Linked DNA regions of Mus musculus: all the other regions are linked to region 3. The links are chromatin contacts, called in public HiChIP or PLAC-seq and Micro-C maps. All regions are on one chromosome and are shown on one strand. The core of a region is the stretch at or near the end of the contact, and the rest is flanking DNA. Distances in the headings are between cores, read along the strand shown.

Region 1 (3,088 bases), core at 81-2,580, 250 kb after region 3:
ACACACACACACACACACACACACACATTTCAGATCCTAACGCCATTCTTTGCTCAAGGCCACTGACCCAAGGTCCTTAACTCCTCTTAGGTGTCCTGATTCTTGCTGGGCTTGTTCAGGTCCCTACAGGTGACGTCAAGCCTATCTCCATGTTTGGCCTGATTCTGGGTCCCCTGGCTCAGCCTCAGCCCACTGAAGTCACATCTCTCAAGGCAGGGCACTGGGTGGACAGTGGCAGGACCGTAGCTGTTGAAGGGTCCTGACCATCCTGTCTGCCCCTTATCTCTCTCTCTCTTCTTCTTCTCCCTTCTCATTCTTTCTTCCTCTTCCTCTTCCCCTCCTCTTCCTCCTTTTTTCACTTTTAAATTATTATTATTATTATTTGCTGAATACAGGGACTCTGCTGGCATGTGCTTGCTTTTCTACTGTGCCACACCCTTAGCCTTTGCTTTTGGGAATGGAGTCTCACTCTATAGCCATCCTGCCTCAGCATCCTATATATTGGGATGACAGGCATGGATGTCCACACCCAGGCTTCCTCCTCCCGTTGCCTCTCAGCTTGTCCCTTCATTGGTGTCCTTGGTACCAGGATTAATCTCTATAGTGTGCCTGGTCAAGGCGAGAGGGAGCTGCCTCTGTGCTGTAGAAAATCTTGCACTGGCTCCCTGTGCGCCTGGCTCCGGGTGAGCTGCTGCTAATAGCTGGTAGCTAGTGTCCATGAGAAGCTCCTTACAAAGAGTGGGTGGAGGCCCCTGCATCACACTCAGCATTCCAGGTAAGGCTTTTATCTCCATTCATACACAAGGGGACTCAGGAAATTATCAATGGCCCCATACTTCACAATCTGTCTTGTTCCAAACCTCTTAATACCATACTATACAAGCTGAGCATGGTGGGCTCATCTGCCACGCCAACACTCAGAAAGCTGAAGCAGGAGGATGACAAGCTCCAGAATAGCCAGGGCTACATACGACCTTGTTTCAGAAGCAACCCTGACACGCAGGACCCAGATACTCACTACTTGGCAGAACTGCCCATTTTCTTGCATCTTTTTTTTTTTTTTTAAATAGACACAACTTAAGTGAGACCCAGAAAGGCAAAGCCACTTGTCCCAGGTCACACAGTAGGCTTGGCTATACCCTCCAGGCTCACTGCCTGGTGTGGCCCCCTTACTCCCCCCAACCCCCGACTTTACTCACCTATGGAAGGTTTGCTTCTGGCCTTGGGATGCTTGGTGGGAGGTAAGCCAGCTCTTCTTGGGAAAAGCTCCTGGACAGAGTGTGACGCGTGAGGCAGTTTTCTGTCCCTACAAAAGTCTGTGCAAGGCCTTGGCAGAGCACAGCTTACCCTCTGTCCTCATTGCCTGGCTTGTTCCCCAGGGTCTTGTTAGGATCAACTGGTTAATTGTTCTGTGTTCTGTCCCTATCAAGCCAGCTTCTTAGGGGCCAAGGGCACTGTACTTCCTGCCCAGGTTTTCCCTCCACACCTTTGGTGCCAGTGTCTCTAGGATTCTTTGGGGATCCCTTGAAAAGCATGGTTTGGTGGAATTCTCTTGACACTATTAGACCTGCTCAAACCCTGAGATAGCGTTGAGGCTTCCTACTGCTCCCTAAGGGAAATAGACCCTTCATATAGATTATTTATTAACTTTTTTGGGGTGAAGGACACAAAGGCTGTAGCAGATATGATTTCTGTTTTGTCCATATGTGTTCAGGTATGCAGCATTTTCATATCATTCAGTGACGCAGGAATGGAGCCCCACGAGGAAAGGCTACACTAGTCCTCTTAGTCTGACCCCATTCTTTTGAAAGCTGCTTCCCTGACTCACTTCTAAAGCAGCAGCAGTTGGCTCTTTTCCTTCCTTGAGGGGTGCACCCCAACCTCATGTGGGGTCCCGTTCCCACCTGAGGACCTAGCTTTGTCTATAACCACTGTCAGCCTCCCTTTCCCTTCTAAGCCACGCTTTCTGAGGTCCCAGTTTTCTGGCTGGAGTCCCTCCATATCTCCCGCAAGCTTGCCAAGCTCTCTGTTCATCGCAAGCCCCTTCTCCAGGACCCATTTTCCTGGTTCTGGGCCCTCTGTCAACCTGACCTGTGGGCGTTTGCTGTGGCTCCTTGAGCTCACCCCTGCAGTTTCTCACGAAGTCTTGGGGCTGAGCTTTCTCTGCTGTCTTAGCACTGCTGTCAGGGACTGGGGGTCTGGAGCTGGCAGGAGAGGGGCTGTTGCTGAAGTGGACAGGCCACTGCTCTCATGTTTTCCCGGTGGAACACAGGAGCTTTCGGCTGGATGTGCTGTCACTTGAACACTGTGTGTCCTACTCAAAACCACAGTGGACCTTAACCCAATATGAACTGGTGAGGATACCCCAAGAATGCCTAGCATACAAGAGGTGCTGGGTTCCAGCTCCAGTGTCAGAGAGGGGAGGGAGAGGGGCTGGGGAAGGGAGGAGAGAGGGATAAATTGGAGAGACAGCTCAGTGGGTAAGAATTTTCTGCTCTTGCAGAGGGTCTGAATTCAGTTCCCAGCTCTGGTGGTTCACAACTGCCTATAAACCCTTGTTCTTGCTCTGCACTTGGAGAGCACTGCATACACTTGCACAAGCCCCAACCCCACAGACAAACACACAGACACAGATGTGAAAATAAAACAACTCTTTGTTTTTTTGCTTTTCGAGGCAGAGTTTTCTGTTTAGCTGTGGATCTGCCTGCCTCTGCCTCCAGAGTGCAGCACAAGTCTTTTTTAAAGACTTTGTGCATTAGAGCAGCTAGACATGGCAGTGCACTGAGATCTGGAGGCCTGCCTGTCCCCACTGTGTGGAGACACCAACAGTTGAAGAGAATCTAGAGCATGCTAGGGGCCTGACTTTTCAGCACTCTCATGAATTTTAATTTTGTCGCATGCTTTGATGTTGTGAAACACTGAATTGCTTGGCTTTAAACCTTTCCCTCTGGGTGTCCAGAGTTTTGGACCTTCAGGTATCACCCCTGGGTCTGAGCCTCAGCTCTCAGCTGCGAGGCTTGGAGGGGGCACAGCGCCTCTTAGCGGCCTCAGGGAGAAGCACAGCACAGAGCACTGCTGCTTCAACCTT
Region 2 (3,332 bases), core at 747-3,246, 200 kb before region 3:
CCTCCTTACCAGTCTTTATAAGGAAAGTGGCCATCCAGGACAAACATGAAAACCCATCTCAATTCCTAGACTGTGTTAGAAAGCTCTCTTTTAACAATGCAAATCCTGAGACCCCCATATAGGAAACAACTCCTTATGACCAACTTCTCCCAGATTTTCCCTGATATTAGTGACAAACTTAAAAACCCAGAGAACCACCCCACCCCCGACTCCACAGGCAGAAGTCTTAGTGCTAGCCTTCAAAGTGTACCATGGGAGAGATGAGAAAGCCTGAAAACAGCAGGTGTGGAGGCACATACCTTCAATCTCAGCACTTGGGAAGCAGAGGCAGGTGAATCTCTGAGTTCGAGGCCAGCCTGATCTACAGAGTGAGTTCCAGAACAGCCTGGTCTACAAAGTGAGTTCCAGGACAGCCAGGGCTACACAGAGAAACCCTGTCTTGAAAAAAAAAATTGAAATTTTCTTTTGTCAATGCATTTAATAAAAATCTCTTTACCTTAGCCTCAGATAGACTCCTCAGACAAAGGCAAAAAAGCAGCCACATTCTTCACCAAAACGCCACAAAAACAGTTTCTAAACCACATACTGAAATTCTTCTTCACTGAAACCTATTGGGCCAGGTCAGCACAGTTCAAGTCACTCTCAGCAACAAAGTCTTCCATATTCCTACTAGGATGGCCCATTAAGCCTCACTTAAAGCATTCCACTGCAAAATAAATAAGTAAATAAATAATAAAAAGCATTCCACTGTTTTCCAAATCTAAGTCCCCAAATCCACATTCCTCCAAATAAAAACATAGTCATGCCTATCACAACAATATCCCACTTTTTTTAAAAATTAATTAATTTATCATATGTAAGTACACTGTAGCTGACTTCAGACACACCAGAAGAGGGCATCAGATCTTATTATGGGTGGTTGTGAGCCACCATGTGGTCGCTAGAATTTGAACTCAGGACCTTCAGAAGAGCAGTTGGTACTCTTAACCACTGAGCCATCTCACCAGCCCCAATATCCCACTTCTAATACCAACTTCTGTCTTAGGGTTTTACTGCCATGAACACATACTAAGACTAAGGAAACTTTTTTTTTTTGGGTCGAGACAGGGTTTCTCTGTGTAGCCCTAGCTGTCCTGGAACTCACTTTGTAGACCAGGCTGGCCTCGAACTCAGAAATCCGCCTGCCTCTGCCTCCCGAGTGCTGGGATTAAAGGCGTGCGCCACCACGCCCGGCTACTCTAAGTTTCTTACTACCTGCCCATTTAAGCATTTATTTTACCTATATGGGTATACTAGTTGTCTTCAGACACACCAAAAGAGGGCATCGGATTCCATTACAGATGTTAAGAGCCACCATGTGGTTTCTTAGAATTGAACTCAGGACCTCTGGAAGAGCAGTAAGTGCTTTTAATCGCTATCTCTCCAGCCCCCAAGGAAACTCCTTTTAACTGGGGCTGGCTTATGGGTTCAGAGGTTCAGTCCATTATCATCACGGTGGGAGCATGGTAGCATTCATGCAGGCATGGTGCAGGAGGAACTAAAAGTACTATATCTTCATCTGAAGGATGCTAGGAGAAGACTTGCTTCTAGACAGATAGGACAAGATTCCTATGCCCATACCCACAGTGACACACTTTCTTCAACAAGGCCACACCTCCTAATATTGCCACATATTCAAATATGGGCCATAGCATATTCAAATCACCACAGAAAAGGTGCCTGTTAAAACCAAATAACGGGAAAGAAGAGACCAAGACAAATTTTTCTGATCAAGGCCCAATGTTTACTAAGAGTCTGTGCTTATAAAGGGGGAAAGCCCAGCCCCTGCCATGCTGGCAATAAGGCATCAAGAGCAATTAGTCTGACAGCACTTGTTGGCAGTAAGTTGTCAGTAGCCAGGTTGTCAGTTACCTCAGGAATTTCTCAGGAAGGCAGGTTCAGACTCTCAGCAGGTAGCGTCTTGGAGAACAGCGCAGGTGATAGAACAATAGACCCATCTAGGTCGGAAGACTCCACCCTAGGTGGTCTCCTTAAAGTCTCCTTAAAGAACAGGTCTGAGTCAGCCTGCTCAAGGCTGGGGGAGGCTACACACACAAGCTGTTGTCTGGCTTTAAGAAAAATTCTCGTTTCCATGCAAACAACTTAAAAACCATTAGAGAGAAATTGATGAGCTTAGATCTACCAACAGTGGAGAAGAGTGACCTCTGCCTCCTCCACAGGGAGGAATGATGTTTCTATGTCAGCCAGTTAGCTATAGTAAAGAACTGACAACTCCTGACAGATGTTCAAAAATGTAAACAACAGTTCAGTGCCTCTCTGGCTGATGGATCACTGATGGTCCTGTATGGAGTTGGACACTACTCTCCCTAACCCTGCTTCTCCACCAAACTACAGGGACCAGAGACCTACAACCCCTGAACATGCCCTGATGGTGAAGATCATGCTTGCCCCATGGACTTCAACACCCTCACACAGCAGGAAGTAGTTTAATGATAATGTTGTTTTCTTTCCTGACTCCTGATTAGTTATCAATACTAAACATAAAAGGGAAGAAAGCAGGGAAAAGGGCCAAAGGAGGGACAGCCAGCCACTGGCTTGAGCCTGGCTCTTGAGACCAGGCAATCCCCTTCCGTAGGATTCAGCATTAACAGCAGAACGATGCTCAGGACAGCTCTGGACTTTTCCACCTTTCCATGCTCACTGTGCATGGTCCTAAAACCTATAAGAGCCTTTCCTTCACGCAGCCCTCTGCTGTAGCTGTTCTCACTGAGACAGCCGCCATTCTGTGTCTCTCTCCAATAAATCTCATGTGAAGTTTGATGTGTGGTGTCACTTTGTGGTATTCATTGGCTCCCAACTGCCAAGATGCCCTTGTGTCAGAAAACCCTTTTTAAAATTTATTATTCTATGTATATGAGTACACTGTAGCTGTATAGATGGTTGTGAGCCTTCATGTGGTTGCTGGGAATTGAACTCAAGACCTCTCCTCGCTCCTGCCCAGCTCGTTCCAGCCAATCCATTTTTATTTACTATTCTATGTAAGTACACTGTAGCTGTCTTAAAACACACCAGAAGAGGGCGTCAGATCTCATTACGGATGGTTGTAAGCCATAATGTGGTTGCTGGGATTTGAACTCAGGACCTTCGGAAGATCAGTCAGTTCTCTTAACTGATCTCTTAACATCTCTCTAGCCCCAGAAAACCCCTAAGCTCTGAGGGAACCCTTCCCTTTTTCCCAGGGTGGAGCAGGTTTCTCCTTAATGACGTTTATTTCTCATTGTAGGCCAGCCTAGGCGGTGAGACCATCCTTCAAAAAATGCCCCACAGAGTAA
Region 3 (3,182 bases), core at 259-2,758:
CCACAGCCACTCACCCAGGTTCCCAGGGCAACAGTGCACATTGACCAGCTCCACCGCTACACTCGCTCAGAAGCCAAAGTGGAAACTTTATCTTATTTTATGGTGTTTGAGACAGGATCTCTATGGTGACTGGGAACTCAACCATCCTCCTGCCCCATTATACACTGTTTTTGGATGGTGGTTTTCTGCCTACCCAATTTCCATTGGGGAAAACCATATGACCAGTGTACAGCAATAAATACCTTTAGCTGGTCACACCCCATTGCTCAGTCCCTTGGGATGTCAGACAGATGTGGAACTCTGCAGTGGGCTGGTCCCAGCATGGCTAGGAGGAGATAGATGAGGTGAGGGTGCCTGCCCAAGGACCTCCAGGGATGGTCGGCCTTCTGATGGAGAAAGCATGCCACAGTGCTTCCCAAGACATGCTTTACCTGGCTCAGGAGTCAGGAGAGACAGTGGCTTCTCTGCAGTCCTGCTGCCCTGCATGTGAGAGAGCTCTTAGGCCACCACCTTCCTACCTGGGCTTTTCTAACCTGAAGGAGCTAGTGGGCTCTGGGCTACCTATCCAACTCTAAGGGGTTGTTCAGTCAGGCTGCTTTGGGGAATGTGAAGGCCCCAGGCAGATGTCCCTGGGCAGCCCTGAGTCCAAGATGTCAGTAAAGCACTTGGCATGGTGGTGTTGTGTGGGATCTGTATTGTATTATGTGTTCACCCCCCACAGCCACCTGTGTCACCTGGGCCTGACCCAGATGAGGTGACAATTCAGAAAAATGTCTTCTGTTGAAAAGTGTTGATGTTTAAGGTGTCAAATTTAAAGCCAGCCCTGGGTCCCCTGAGAATCATTACCCAGGATGAGTGTCAGTGTGGGCCTGGGGTTATACACTACTCTGCTGTTGTGTTCTATCTTGGAGTTCAGTCTCTGCTCTCACAGAGATCAGTTTGGTCTGTCGAATAGTCTCCCTAAGCATCTGGACAGTCACTGCTGCTGGTAGCAGCTGAGGTGGCTAGCAGCTTGATGCTAAGGGTATAGTTTTCTCCTTGAAGCTTCAGAGTGTGAGCCTTAGGCTGCTGGGATGTGCACAGAAATTGGATGTCTTGAAAGCTCTACATTCTCCTGCCTGGAGATCTTTTCTAGAAAGGTCCATCAATGTATTAAATAACCTGCAGGTGTCTGGGACTGAAGCAGTTGATTGCTTTCAGACACATGCAAAACAGCCCTGAAACACGCCAGTTGGAGTGAGCACACGCCTCCCTCAGGTAAACAGTGGTGTATTTTCTTCAACGGACGGAGATGGAGATCAGTCAGAACTCACCGCTGAAGTTTCTAGGTAAAAGTTGTTGATTTGCAAAGAGAGAAACAGATTTTTTTAAGCTCAGGAAACGGCTGTGTGGGCGTCAGTGATTGGGTTGCCTGAGATAGCGGGATCCTGGCGGGCCCCACCCTGCCACTTCCTGCCAGCGCTGCCCTGCGGCTCCCAGCAGAGCCTACCCGCTGCCCCAGTGACACCCACTCACCAGCCAGTCACCTTTAACCTCTCCCTAAGTTAATGATCATCTTTATAACTACTCATGACCTCTCCACCCCATCTGCAAGGCCAGATGTCCTACAGGAGGAAGATTTTGGCAGCTTTTTTTTTCCCTTTCCCACAGCACCACTGAGAGTGCTTGTGTTAGTGAGCAGCCCATTCCCAAGCTACATAAGAATGGTCTAGCCTGTGTATTGAATTCCTCCGCAAAAAGTCATTCTCCTCGAGCAGAAAAGTCCTCCCCCACCCACATGCTATCTATGCAGAATGGCCAAGGCTTTCTCACAGGGTCAGCAGGGTACAGGCACAGGGAATATTTAGGATTGTAAGCAGCCCAATCCTGTGAACTTTCAGCCTTTCTGTGAGATCCCAGGAAGAGGATGGAACCTGCGGGTCAGGGCCCTGGTGCTGCTGGCTGTCCTGTCTATGCCCAAGCCCCTTGTTACTTCGTATTGTCAAATGGCATCACTGTCTGAGCCTGTGGTTAGCACCTCTGCCCTGAATATAACTACTTTAATTCCGTTCCCACGATGGTGGCAAAGAGATAATGCGCTGGGTACACTGGAGAGTATAGAAAGGAATGTACTTGTTCCATTTCAGGAAGGTTCTGGTGTTCGCTAGCAGCCAGGATGGCCGGAAGGCATTGAAGCAGCCCCCAGCCCCCACACACTCAGGGCACTCACTGCTCTGCTGTTGCTATGGCACCCTGGAGGGTCTGTCCCAGGGCTCGGGATAACCAGTGGCTGCTGTAGATCTATGCTGGCTGAGGGAGGGAGGCACCCATATACTGTATGGGTTTGCCTTCCCAGGCGGTGGAGGAACCCATGCTAATCCAGCTGGTTTCAGCAGCCTGAGGCCGGCTGTTGTTGAGGGAAGATTTGGCAGAACAGTTTGAAAATAGAAATAGTGCCTACCTCAGCACACCCACCCTTTTGCACTCAGCAAGGTGGATCCAGTGGGTGTCCTGTGGCCTGATATTCATTAACGAGTAAATGCCTCACCAGAGGTGGGTCACAATCTGGACAGTGGAGGTTCTGGGGGACCTGCAGGATGTAAGCCCAGAAAGACTGGGCCTTCCTACCGGGCCTCTGTGGTAGTAAGTGGGTGGGAACAACTCCCAGGCCCTCACTTGGCTGAAGGTCCACTCTTTGATCACCTAAAGGACTCAGGCCAGGTCTCTAGGTATATAAATGATTGACACATCACCCCTGTAGTGAGCTCAGTATAGTAGCTCACGCTTGTGGTCAGTAGAGAGCCAAGTAGGAAACCCCTCCCCCAAGTCTACATGGTCCTGTCCAGGCCTGTGACCCTTTCCACCACGGGGCACACATTCCCACTGCAGACATCACAGTCTGTGGTGACTTTATAAATGTGCCAAAGTGTCTACCTGCCCATTGTAGAGGTACCGTTCTGTTTATGTTTGCACCCTGTAGGGAGGACAAAAGTGGGAGGTCCTGGCAGCCCCCGTGGCTGTGCATGGCAAGCACCTAGGACTCCCTCCACTGTCTGGCTTCTGTGTAGATACCATCTCCCTGTGCACCCACTTGAACAGAAGGATTGTGGCAAAGGTGCTACTGGAGAACAAGTGGGAGATCTGTCAATCTTTTGCACAATGAAGACTTACAGGTGCACGGCCTGGTGGTTCATGCCTGTGAT

The links. Hi-C and Micro-C count contacts between places; a contact is called where the count stands out from the background. HiChIP or PLAC-seq counts read pairs in DNA pulled down with a chosen protein or histone mark.
Region 1: a Micro-C map of embryonic stem cells shows a contact between it and region 3, with 2.2 times the contacts expected there. The contact joins the promoter of Olfr374 here to the enhancer-like site in region 3. A contact is called at or near these places in 4 of 39 promoter capture datasets (liver, neutrophils, pre-B cells and 1 more), 5 of 484 Hi-C or Micro-C datasets (embryonic stem cells and liver) and 3 of 9 other capture datasets (adipose tissue, embryonic stem cells and liver).
Region 2: an H3K27ac HiChIP or PLAC-seq map of embryonic stem cells shows a contact between it and region 3, with 7 read pairs. The contact joins two enhancer-like sites. A contact is called at or near these places in 2 of 39 promoter capture datasets (the C10 cell line and cranial neural crest), 3 of 115 datasets of contacts at active chromatin or transcription factors (embryonic stem cells and fetal liver) and 1 of 9 other capture datasets (adipose tissue).

The regions. Positions count from the first base shown.
Region 1 is chr8:72,105,282-72,108,369 of GRCm38.p6, reverse strand. Olfr374 (olfactory receptor 374) reads right to left here and starts at 1,330. Exons shown (of 2, transcript NM_146338.2): 1 at 1,200-1,330.
Region 2 is chr8:72,554,650-72,557,981 of GRCm38.p6, reverse strand. No RefSeq gene overlaps it. Among named protein-coding and RNA genes, the nearest start is that of Med26, 8.0 kb to the right of the region's middle. Within about 2 kb of position 1,996, at least 12 of the 459 cell types and tissues checked have an H3K27ac peak or open chromatin away from gene starts, as enhancers often do. A contact at or near this core is called in embryonic stem cells, where this site is marked.
Region 3 is chr8:72,352,732-72,355,913 of GRCm38.p6, reverse strand. The region is part of intron 22 of Eps15l1 (epidermal growth factor receptor pathway substrate 15-like 1); the gene reads left to right. Among named protein-coding and RNA genes, the nearest start is that of Klf2, 35 kb to the right of the region's middle. Within about 2 kb of position 1,508, at least 99 of the 459 cell types and tissues checked have an H3K27ac peak or open chromatin away from gene starts, as enhancers often do. A contact at or near this core is called in adipose tissue, embryonic stem cells and liver, where this site is marked.